2 separate regions of the Arachis hypogaea genome follow, and region 1 is linked to region 2. The links are chromatin contacts, called in public Hi-C maps. All regions are on one chromosome and are shown on one strand. Each heading gives the region's core, a stretch centred on a gene start, on an enhancer-like site or on the middle of the called end of the contact. The rest is flanking DNA. Distances are from core to core; before and after follow the strand shown. Region 1 holds the start of LOC112715958. Region 2 has its middle 11 kb from the start of LOC112718620.

The links. A called contact is a pair of places that touch in the nucleus more often than the background predicts.
Region 1: a contact with region 2 is called in a Hi-C map of an unstated tissue, with 3 times the contacts expected there. The contact joins the promoter of LOC112715958 here to the enhancer-like site in region 2. A contact is called at or near these places in 4 of 8 Hi-C or Micro-C datasets (leaf and an unstated tissue).

Annotation. Positions count from the first base shown.
Region 1 is chr10:93,388,286-93,394,922 of arahy.Tifrunner.gnm2.J5K5, reverse strand. LOC112715958 reads right to left here and starts at 1,455. Exons shown (of 1, transcript XM_025767802.3): 1 at 1-1,455. The coding sequence starts at 1,114. The coding sequence ends at 77.
Region 2 is chr10:93,349,958-93,356,501 of arahy.Tifrunner.gnm2.J5K5, reverse strand. No RefSeq gene overlaps it. Among protein-coding and RNA genes, the nearest start is that of LOC112718620, 11 kb to the right of the region's middle. Within about 2 kb of position 1,706, at least 3 of the 3 cell types and tissues checked have open chromatin away from gene starts, as enhancers often do.

The sequences.
Region 1 (6,637 bases), core at 206-2,705, 39 kb before region 2:
CTAAAATGCCTAAAATTCTAAGCAGTTAGCATAGAAATTAACGTAGTAATAGTAGAATCCAATGTAAGAAGAGGAATCAGCGCTTCCATGCATAAACAATGAGTGAGAAGCCAACGGGATCTACCAACTCGTTCTCCTCCACACTGGACCATTCCAACACGGAGGAGCTTCCGCCGAATGACCCGGCGGAGGAACCCACCGAGACGGAAGAAGACGACATCTTGGCCCAGTCGCAGGAGCCACTCAAACCCAAGTTCCAGTTCTGCTGCGCCCATGGATTCACGACGTTCCTGTCCACGCCATGTTCATCCGCCTCGAACTTGAACATGAAAATGGCGTGCCCATCGCCGTTACTATCCTTGTCGAAGAGCCAGTTGTACACGTCCCACGAGATCTGAACCGGAACGCCGTCGATTTCAACTCTCTCATTGCCCCTGAACTTCCACTTGAGGCGCTTTATCTGCAGCACCCTGTCGCCGTCGACGGAGAAAGAGAGCTTGGAGGAGGCAGAGTCGTTATCCCTGGAGGAGCCGCAGTCGATTTGAATACGGCGGGTCTTGCCGCCGAAAATGGCGGTGGTGGAGTAAACGGTGTCGGCAAAGACGTGTTCCTTCTTGAGGAGGAGGGAGTGGGGGTTGTTAGCGTGGAGAGCCTTGGACTTGGAGTAGGCGTCTTTGGGGGAATCGCCGAGGAGGAGAACGATGCGGTTGTGGACGACGAGCGCGAGGTAGAAGGAGGAGTGGGGTTCCGGGGAGAAGGAGGAAGAGAACTTGGCCTTGGAGAGGTTCCAGAAGAGTCGCGTGGTGGAAGAGAGGGTTTTGGATCCGTGCTTCTTCCAGAATATGAAGGGCTTTATGTGAAGTTGAAAGGAGGAAGAAGAAGGAGAAGAAGAAGAAGAAGAAGAAGGGGAATCGAAGGGGTTGTGGTTGTGGACCTGGACGTGGAGGGAGCGGCCTAAGATAGAGCGTGACCATGTTAGAGTCACGAGGCCCGTGTCGGTGTGGTACAGGTATGTGGTCAGGTTGGGGTTGGAGGAGCCTGGTGGCGCCGGTAATGGAGGACAATTACGGCGGGTGTGGGATGGCCGAAAGCAGGAAGGGAATGGCGATGACATTATTCTTTATTATTTATTGTGTTTATGATTTTCAAGAATGGGGATTTGGGAGGGGCTTTTATTTCCGGATCCGGATGAACAAGACCAACACACAGAGGGGACCAAGAGAGAAAACTGTCTCCTTCAACACCGGTTAAATTACCGCAACAAAGTTAACCAAATTACCGCAACAAACAAAGTTACTACTCATAATTACCTTATTGCCACTGTGCAACAATGGACTATCAATGTAACCGATCAAAACTTTCTCTTCCTTAAGTTAGACAAAATTGTTTGATAAATTCAGGAATTAATTCCCTCTTAAATTAAATTAAAATAATGAAATATAGTTACGGATTTAATAATCATTACTTTTTTTCTAATTTATCAAAAATTTTATTTTGTATCATATTTTTCTAAATTAACATACCGGGTCAAAAAAAAGTATAAGATATACACATATTTCTTTTTTATTTTAACATTTTAAGCTAAATTTAATTTTGATATACTATTATTGTAGATTTTTTTTATACATACACTTAATTAGGTAATGTTACATAAAAAAAAGGTAAAAATTCAGGTAAAGTCGACTTTACGTGAAGTTGATATCTAAAAGCCGTTAAATGAAAATTTTTCAAGTGAAGTCGACTTCACGTCACGTGAAGTTGATATCTAAAAGCCGTTAAATGAAAATTTTTTCAAGTGAAGTCGACTTCACATGAAGTTGATATCTGAAAGTCGTTAAATGAAAATTTAGTAAAATCAGTCAAATCATCGAACAACTCTCAATATCAACTTCACGTGAAGTTGACTGCACCTGAGTTTTCACCTAAAAAAATAATTATCTTTTATATTAACAACAAAAAAAGTTACTCAAAAAAATAAATATGATTGGATACCTATAAAAAATATTCTATATTAACATAATCAAAATTAAACTCCTCTAAGTTTAAAAAAGTTTTGCATGATAAAAGTAGAAGACTAATTCTATGATGCTTATTATTTAGTATCTAATTTTTGTCTAATTTATTTTTTATAATAAATTTTAAATATTAAAAAATATTTATTTATATATTTTTTAAATTAATTATTAATTTTTTATTTTTTGTCAAGTTAAAAATTATTTTTTAGACACCGAGCAATTATCACTAATTTTTGGTCTAATTTTATTAAGTACCTACTAACCCTCACTCTTCTATATCAATAACGCATTATTAGTTGTTTAATTCTAATTTTTTAACAGAATTAAATTTTAAATATCCACTAAAATATGTGAGCATCTCTAAAATCAATTAGAAAATAGAGGCTATATGGATTTCTATCTTGTACAATTATATATAAGAGATCACGAGAGCAATGCTTTTGCTAGATATTAATGTCTTCATTAAGAATGTTAAATTTTGTAAAGAGATCACGAGAGCAATGCTATATTTGCTAGATATCAATATCTATCTTAATAAGAATGTTATTATTAGAGACTAAGTTAGGGATTTAGGGTTTAAAAAGCAAATTGGTCAATCATTAGACGTAAAGAGACTTAGGTGTGTTAGGTATTATGATTCCGTTAGCGTGTTTGTGTCTGCAAAATGACAACTAGGGGAGAATTATTGAATTGAAGGTAAGCGTTCTAATTTGGAGGGACTTGGCTACTTGGAATTCCTTTTTGCATGAGATCACAATCTCTCAAATGGCAAAAGAGAGATGTAATTCTATTTTGGGTGAGAACTTGCAATTTGACAAATCCCAACATCATCGTCATAAAATAACATACTTATAAAAAAATATGTAGATAATAAATTAGTTATTTAATATTTATATTATTTGTATCTTTTTAGAATTTAATTTTAGGGTAAATCACCCTTTTAAAATGATTGAGAGTCAATATTATCGATTGTCCAATTTTAATTTTCATTTTAAAATTCTCTTTATATAAATCGATCTAACTTAAAACGATTTACTAGAGAAGTCTAGTAAATCAGTTTAAGTTAAATTGATTTAGTATATCCCCTTAAATCATTCTATCATAAATTGATTTAGTAGAAAAGCAACTTTGTATAGTAAATTAATTTATCTTAAACCAATTTACTAGGATAATCGAAAAATATAGTAATCCAGGCTTCCAACGATTATATAAATCAATATATGTTAAACCATTTTCTAGGACTCCCAACGGCTATATAAATCAATCTATGTTAATATAATTTTCTATGAGAAGACGTTATAAAATTCGTTTTTACTCACTCCGATTTATCATTCTCCATACTACACTTCTTTTCTTGAGAGAATCCGACGAGGATCATGAATATCCGACGAGTGAAGTATCAGTGATGAAAGATAGGGACAAAATGGATTGTTTCTATCAATTGGATAGTCTTACTCATATTGTTGGACATATACATAAATACGTTAGTGTTTAAAATTCGTAGTTTTATCATATTAGATTAAAAGTTAATTGCTAGCATATTAATTTTAGGATGATTGTGATAATGTTAATGATATAAATAAAGTTGGATAGAGTAGGATTTGTGGTCTATATTGTAGAAAGCTATCAGTTAGGATAGATAACATATACAAGGGTGAATTTGTGTTAGTTTAGAGTTGGTATAGATGATGTATACTTTGAATTAGGACTTATAGTTAAGTTAGTATTTATCGAATTAGATTTGTTTTTAAATTTAGCGGTTGAATGCAATAATTTATTATGGTTTGAATGCTTGTTGTAGTTAGTTATGTATGAGATATTGATCGCATAATAATTGTGTGTTATAGATGACTCGTTGTATTAAGACCATTAGAAAGTAGTAGAGTATGACTCTTCATGACCGCCTCATTCTCTACTTGGAGGCTGTAGAATTGTACTACCTAGTTAGGCTCAACGATCATTAGTTCAAGCTTGATAAGCCCCCTGATTAGTATATTTATTGAGTTGTAGTGTCTTGAGATGCATATGTTCCATATGCTGTTCAGTGAATGCACTATTACATTACAGGATGTGGCCTACCAACTTGGGCTTCTGATTGAAGATAATTATGTTAGTGGGTGTTTTACAGATTTGAACAGCATATTCCTGGTGGGAGACTAGCTTGGGTTCGGTTCTAAAAGTTTTTTGGAGAACTTCCTCTTGTAGCGTACATCGACAAGTTCACTATTGCATACATGTGGTTTTAGGAGGGGTTTGCAATGCTCCCTCCCGATGCGAGTGAGGATACTGTTAGGGTGTATGCTCGAACATACATTACTCAATACATTTATTACCAAGTATGTATGAGGTCTGTTATATCTCCTAATCTCCTAAGTACCTTCCTTTGCCGATGGATAATCTGAATCAACCAATTGTAATCTTTTCCAAACTCTTTGTACTTTCCATGGTACTTTGTAAGGTTCCACATCGGTTGGAGAGGGGAACGAAGCATACCTTATAAGGGTGTGGATACCTCTCCTTAGTATGACACGTTTTGACGAGTGAGTTGGGGGGTTTCGGCTATCATCCCTATCATCAAAGGCAAAACCGTGAGGCCTTGTGTGCCAAAACGAACAATATCGTGCTAGCGGGTGGTCTGAGCTGTTACATATGGTATCAGAGCTGGAGTCCGGATCGATGTGCCAGCAAGGGCACTGGGCTCCCTTAGTAGGATAGATTGTAAGGTCCCACATCGGTTGGAGAGGGAAACGAAGCATACCTTATAAGGGTGTGGATATCTCTCCCTAGCATGACGCGTTTTGACGAGTGAGTCACATCGGTTGGAGAGGGGAACGAAGCATACCTTATAAGGGTGTGGATAAGTTACTGGATTACTGGATTAATGGTTCAACTGGTGGATCATTAGTCGAACCGTTTGACCTGTTAATAATTAAATAAAAGTATGAATTTAACTTTGATACATTATATCCAATTATGTAATACCATGTCAGCAAAAGTAGTTATCTTTTATATTGACCGCATAAATGGTTATTCAAAAGAACGGATGTGATTGGACAACTATGTAAAATATTATATATTGTTAATATATCAAAATTAAATTATAAAAATAAATAAATACACTATTATTATTGAAGAATAAAAATAATATATATTGTTTAAATTTTATTGCTTTAATTTAAATATAATTGCTTTAATATGATATATATAATTATTAGTCTTTACTCTTTAGTAGGATAAAACAAAAAAAATAAGGTTTTCATAATATATACAATTATTAGCATTAAACATATTGAATGACAAGCTCGCCTAGTGGAAAACTGAAGTGAATGCTTTTTGAAGCTCCCAAGTTTGAGCTTCATTTGTGCCATTTTTGGATTATTCCAAAAAATTGTCTCCTATCGTGATTTAGTGCACCGTTAGTGCACCATGGAGGCGTGCTGGAGATGTTAACTCGATAGGTCAACAGGTCCAGTTCAAGCTGAGTTGACTGATTTAAAGCGGGTTAGACTGGTTTTCTATAGGTTTATTATGAAAATAGTTAGATTCTTAATCCGGATCGATGTAAGATCCAATTCACTAGATTTTTAGTTGAACCGACTGGTCCAATCTGAGTTTGATAACTATGATTCTGACTATAGAGCTCTAGTGCATAAATATTTGAGCTGTTTTGAATGGTGCATTCATAGAAGGCTCTTTAAAGTTAAAAAAACTTCTTTACATTTCAACTCCAAAACTTTTAGTAATATTTTTATCAAGAGGAGAGATTTGAAAGTTTGACCAAATAAGATTAAAAAATAATTGGAGGGCTATAATGACCCAAATCTGAGGGAGAAAGAAGAATAGATCAAGGCTAACTATTATATTTTCTTGGCTCTAAAGGAGATGCTGTGATACCAAAAATCTAGAAAGTAGTGGTTCAATATGGTAATCAGAATACAAAAATTTTTCATATGTAAATGATCATCAAAAGGAATGCAAATAAGGTTCATGGCCTATTGATTGGTGATGGGTGTTGGTCGAATGTCCCTGAGATCTTACAACACGAAGTGCTAAAGTTTTACAAGAATCTCTTTGACACTACATAACAGGTTGATATTTACTATATAAATGAGTTTTTTCGATGCTTAAGACATGATGCTTGTGTCTTTCTCACAAACATATTTTTCAGTTGGAGATCAAAGGAACTATTGATAGCATGAGCCCCATTAAAGCCCTAAGTCCTTATGGTTTTCAAGCATTTTTCTTCAAAGAATATTGGGACGTGGTTGGTTAGAAGGTTTTAGAAGAACATGAAGAGGTCCTTTTGGGGTAAACTTTTAAGTTGTGCATTGGTGGAGATTGATGAGCGGATATTTTATACGCTTTTTGGGGGTGATTTCACATAGTTTTTAGTAGGATCTAGCTACTTTAGTACATTTTTATTAGTTTTTATGCAAAAATCACATTTCTGGACTTTACTATGAGTTTGTGTATTTTTTCTATGATTTCAGGTATTTTCTGGCTGAAATTGAGGGACCTTAACAAAAATCTGATTCAGAGGCTGATAAAGGACTGCTGATGTTGTTGGATTCTGACCTTCCTGCACTCGAAGTGGAAGTTTTGGAGCCACAGAAATCCAAATG
Region 2 (6,544 bases), core at 457-2,956:
AACAGAGAGAGAGAGAGGACTAATAGTGGTCAAAGTAAACGCATGAGGAGTTGTTTAATTTAATGGTTTATACGAATTGGAAGTGCATGCTGATGAGTGAGTACCTTGTTTGACCTGATTAATTAGTTGACCACGCGTCTCAGTTCTCCAAACGGGCTCTATACGTCGTGATTAATTTGATTAATCAGTAATTAAAACACTAAATACTAGAAAATTAATTATAAATATATCTCAAATTTTGGGACACATGTTTACGTTCATGTGATAGTGGAGGATATATTGAGAAGCAAGCAAGGTCCTTTAATTGAACGCTGCAACTAATGAAATTAAGCTACTATTATCGTTAATTACTACAGTGAAACAAGTACTTAATAAAGTACTACCCAACATTTAAGCATCGTTGTTAGGGTGGGTTTAGGATTAATAGACCAATAATTACCATAACAAAGTAACAGCAATTTCAGGCCCCATCATAGTGAAGTTTAATGTAGGGCTGCACGCGGATCAGATCGAATCGGATATAGCTTATAATTCTATTCGATCTGCACTGCATTCATCGGATCGGATCGGATATGATATTCGTATTTTTTCAGGTCGGATTCAATCCGATTTTATCCGCATACATGTGAATCAGATCGGATCAAATATCGGATATATTCGTATAATTCAAAAAAAATATTTTAGGATTATGTTTGATTGTTTTTACAATAAAATGTTCAGAAAATTTATTTTTTCACCTGTTTAAGCCTATTTACTCTTAAAATATTATCAATAAAAGTTTTTTTGAATAACAAAAAAATAATAATACAAGATCTAAGTTTAATTATTCTAAGTTGAAATACAACATAAAAAATTAAAAACAAGATGTAATAAAACAACACACTAAAATTTATATCACATTATGATTTATTTTCTTAAACTATGCTATTTATAAGAGACGTGCAGATATGTGGATTTGCGAATCGGATCTGCGGATATCACTGTCAAATCCACAATCCGATCCTACTATAGTGCGGATCAGATTTGATCGGATCCAATAACTCTGTAGATCGGATAATATCCATAAAATTTCGATCAAATGTGAATAAGTACTATATATATTATCTGATTCATGTGCCACCTTAGTTTAATGCTAGGATTTAAGAACCTAGACATTATGAATTGGAATATTCTAAACATCTTTTTAACCGGTCATCGAGAAGACTACACGTGCCACTGAATATGTTTTTGGTCGTATGGTCAAGGTCACATGTGAGCATGAGTAACAACCTTTTGGGTTTATATCAAACGTTTATGGTGAACACTGAACAGTATTTATGAGTTGCGGCATCTTGTAGTGTTAAATCTAACGGGCTTGGCACATTGGGGTAAGAAAATTGTGGTCCCAAACCCATGTGGGTTGTCCAAAGTGCCATCATTTGGGTACCTCATGAATTAATTCTACAATTCTTAAGGTCAATGAAATTGTGGTTGGACGCCTGGTTCAGTGGCACACTTGTGGGTGTGTTGTGTACTAAGACCCAAAAGAATATGTCAATGAAATTATTAACATTTTATATTCTCTCAACATAAAATTAATCATTAACTCCCATGAAGCTTGGTGCATTCTTAAATAAATTTACAAGTTTAGAAGACCTTTTTTTTGGGTATGGGAAGATTAGAGACACAGCGTGGCAGTTATGTAACTATGTTAATGGGTTTTCTCCTAGGGGCTTCGGGTAGGTGTGTCAGTGTGTTTTTTCCCCTCTTTTGGTCGTGTAGATATTCTTAAAGGCCCATACTGCAAAAAAGAAAAAAAAAGAATGAACTTTAGAGTGCTCGACCAAGCCCTATATTTGGCCCAGAAAGAGGGATTCTCTGTACAGACTAGGCCAGCCGCCAGCCTTTGTTCTTAACCATCCTGTCATGTGGTTAATTGGCTTCGATAGTTCAATTTGATCTGCACTCTATTATAATTTTTTTTAAAATATTAAATCTGATTTGTCAATCTGGTCTAATAAATTTTTTTATAAAAATAAAAATATTATTTTAAAAAATTATATTTTAATAAAAATATTTATATATAATATATCATATTTAATAATTATAAATTTTTTAAATATTTAAATATTTATAATAAAATATAATAAATTTAAAATATCTTATAATTTTATTAATAATAAAAAAATTATTTATATATTTAATTATATTTTAATAGGACCAAAGAGGTCTGACAAGTTAATAAGACTAATTAGTAAATCTGGGTCTAATCTATTAATATATTAAGCTTTTTATAAGAATCCGACCTTGTGCCTATTTTATAATAGACCAGACCAGACTAAACACGTGTCAAGCTACAGGTCCCTAACAAGTCATTTGGTCTTTTTCCACCCTTATTAATACTTAGGAGTGAAAACAAGCCAGCCAGACCAGCCAAGCCATGTTTTTTTCTTAACAGGTCTGATCTGTCATGTAACTATAGGCTTTTTTAAAGTACTAAGCCTGACCTGAAGCTTGTTAAAAGGCTTGATAATATTTTTAATAAAAATAAAATATTATTTAAAAAAAATTATTTTTAAATAAAAATATTTATATATAATATGTCATATTTAAATTTATAAAAAATTTTAAACTTTTAAAATATTTAAAACATACAAAAGTATTTATAATAAAATATAATAAATTTAAAATATCTCATAATTTTGTTAATAATAAAAAAATTATTTATATATTTAATTATGTTTTAATAGGCTCAAGCAGGCCTGATAGGTCAATAAAACTAATTAGTGAGTCCGAACTTAACCTATTGATATATTCAGGCTTTTACAAGAACTTGAGCACGTGCCTATTTTATAACAGGTCAGGCTAAACACAGACCAGGCTACAGGTACAAGTGTTCATGGATCGGATCCGATCCGCATATCCGCGGTGTTTATCCGAATCCAATCCGAAAATTGCGGATATGGATCTGATCTGCAGGGCTTTCGGATCGGATCGGATCCACACACTAATCGGATCGGATTGCGGATTTTGTGTTGGTATCCGCATATCTACGTATCCGCAAAAATAAAGAAATAAATAAGTAAATATTCTTTTTATGTTTTATTTCAACTAATAATTATCATATATGTTGTATTACTTTAAATTTATTATTTATGAAAAGTATGTTTAATATTATTTTAAAAATCAATTTATTTAAAAGAATAGAAAAAATAAATTTTATTGATATTTTTTAATAAAAATAAACTTTTAAAAATATTTTTGTACTTTGCGGATATATCCGATATCCAATCCGATCCGATTCACAAATGTGCAGATCGAATCCAATCTTAAAAACTACGAATATTAGATCCGATCCGCGTTCACCCTAACTACATGTCCCTAGCAAGTCACTGGCCTTTTCTCATCCCTAATTGTATCGTTGTAGTCCTCACTTCCCTCTTTGCTATTGTAAGGGTTAAATTCATCAATTTGGTAGAGGCTTTTAATCAATTTTTTGTCCTTAAACGAAGCTCTTACAAAAACCAAGAAAAAAAAAACAGAGTTCTAATATGCAACAAATTAATTATTAGCCTTGTCAAAATAAAAAATACTAAAAAAAAAAACATAGAAAGGTGATAAATTTAAAGATGGAAATCGAAACTTTATGGTCATCATGAAAACCTAGTAGAACGAGGATTTTCTATAAAATTTATAAGTTCAGGCCTCTGAAATAATTTTGTTTCCCTGCTGTTAGAGTACAATTGTATAATTAAGTGTTTTGTTGGGAGCTAGTTAAATAACTAAAATACTAAGGCCCAAGTAAATTTTCAAGTTTGATGGGTTGGTTTGTATTTTCTTATTTCTATTCGGATAACAGTGCAATTTCTAAAAATTATGGACTACAATGACATATATCAAACTTGAGAGACTTGTCTATATAACTGAATCATACATCTCAACATTAATTTGAGTAACATCATTCAAACAATTTATTTTTTAAAATTTCATTTGATAAAAAAGTATTCAAACACAAATTATATTTACATCAATCAAATTTTAATCAAAATTAATTATGCAAAAACATATTAACTCTAATATCTATTTACAAAAATTAATTTAAATACAAACTAATACAACATTTCATGTTAAATTCTATAAAAAAAATAATGTCATGGAACTAATTTTTTCAGTCAATATCAATCAATTCTTTTAAAATTATTTTATTTATATTTAATTTTAAACCCTAAATCATAAACTCTTAAATATAAATCTTAATAATATATGTGTTCTGATGTGTTATCCGAAACTCAGATGAATTTGGGATTTAAACGTGAAGTCCAAATATCTTTTTGTAAGGGTTTCGACTTGAATTCCGAAATTCCGGTATGATGGTTGGTCTGATGTCTTTGCCTGGATGGTTGTAGGAGTACCTGCAAAAAATTCTGATGCTTAAGTTATAAAAGTTTAAGCAAATTTTAAGTGAAATTGACCTGGAAAAAAAATCTATATGGTGGGTATTTATATAGTAAGAAAGTAGGACTTGTCCTTTCTTGTAAATGACTCCTGAAGATCATAGACAGTTACTTCCCTTATAGTGTGGGAGATAATCCCCATGTTCTGAAATAGTGGGGGGGGGGGGGGGGAGGGGGAACGGGGGAGAGCGTTAAACTTGCTCCCCAAGTCGGATCGAGTATGGGTTTTGGAGACCCGTATCTAAGCCTATTCGACTTAGATGAATCAGGTCTTTTGTAGTGATAATTGCGCCAACTTTGACAGACCCAATTTTGGGCATAGCTTGTATGTTAAAAAGGAAGAGTAGAATAGGCTTATGACACGCAAGCTTAAACACTGTTCCTACCCGAGTTCTGATTCTCTGGTCGAAACTCAGGTAATAAATCAGTCAAATAGTCAACCGTTTGGTGAAGTTGAAACATCAATGTTATGGTCGGGCTCAGACTCGACGTGATTTTGAAGAGACGCGTTTTGCTTTAATATCTCCCACGCAGTTTCTATCGGTTTATTGTGCCTACATTTAAAACTATTTAAAATATCGATGAATTTATCTCAATACCTCTACTTTCAGTAGCCTATAAATATTTGTTCTACTTTATTTTCTCATCTTCTTCTTCTTTCGAATTCTCAAAACTTTACTCATTTTTGCAAATTCTGCTTCTACCATTTGCTGTTCATGCTTTCTGCCTGCTTTTCTCGCTCTTTTTTTTGTCTTCACACTTTAAGGTTAGTGTGTAACACCCCTTTACCCTAAACCTTACCTCTAGCTGTAAAGCAGAGGATAACAAAGTGTCACGATAATTCTAAAGCTGATAATATATAATATATATCCAAGAGTTTATATAACTAGAAGCCCAATGAAGGAGTAAAGTTCAAAGTCACATAAGGTAATAATTAAATTAAGCAAGATATATATAAGTATGATATACAAAAAGAGAACTAGTCACAGCCTGCGGAATTCAGGCTGGCTAGTCAAACTGAATACAACAGACTTTTAAAGTTTTAAAATAGCAACAACCTATCTCTCAAAGTTTTCAGAAATAAAGCCTCTAAGGCAACAAAGTTATAAAAATACAAACGATAAGAGAGTAACTACATCGAACATATCAAACTACAAAAGGTGATAAAAGATTCTCCGCTCCGTTACCATTTCGCAACTCACCGATGTGTGTTACGACCTGCATCTGAAAAATAATAACAACATATAGTATGAGAGCCAGAGGATCTCAATACGGTAACAGTGCCCAATATATAAGATGTAAGGTTTCAGGACGCCAAAGACAATCCTAGACCTTCACATCGAATACGGATATTCAAGCTTAACAAAATAAATAACTTAAACCATAAACCATAAACAGGGTTATATAAACTTAGAGGATTTCTAACTAATACTAATCACACCACCGTATCCCGCAGCCTTCACCAACCTAACCTCCGCTACGATCCCATCGCCACCGCCTTCTTATCTTCCTCAACGCCAATAAAACACATTTAATGCAAACAAGTAAAGCACAAATAATATTCATGTATAACAGGTAAATCATCTAGCATTTAGACATATTATTCAATTAGGCATAACTAAAGTAATCAAAGCAAACAAGCATATAAAAAGATGCATATGATTAATGTCTATTCTATTTGGCTCTTGATATCACTTGTCGGTTCAAAATGCCAACCTGACACATCTCCAAGGATGTCGCCTTTCTACCACGCCAGGGATATAGTGCCCTGTACACTCTTGCAGCAGAGAATCTGCTACGCCAGAGATATAGTGCCCTGCACACTATTGGCCTGTGGATATAGTGCCCAGCACACACTTTCGGGTTATAGTGCCCAAGTTCACGCTTGCGACAGAAAGGTTATGTGAGCAGGAGACTGCCTCAGTCCTCACATCCGAACATAGGCGGGAGACTGTCACAGCCTCTACGATGAAGAACAAAGTATATTACAATCACATAATCAATCTCATCATCCAGCCTCAATATCGTAAGTTCATCATCAATCCGGCTTCCCATTAATTCACAAGACAAAAACTACCTAACTGACATAGTAAGCCTAAGTCACCGTCTTC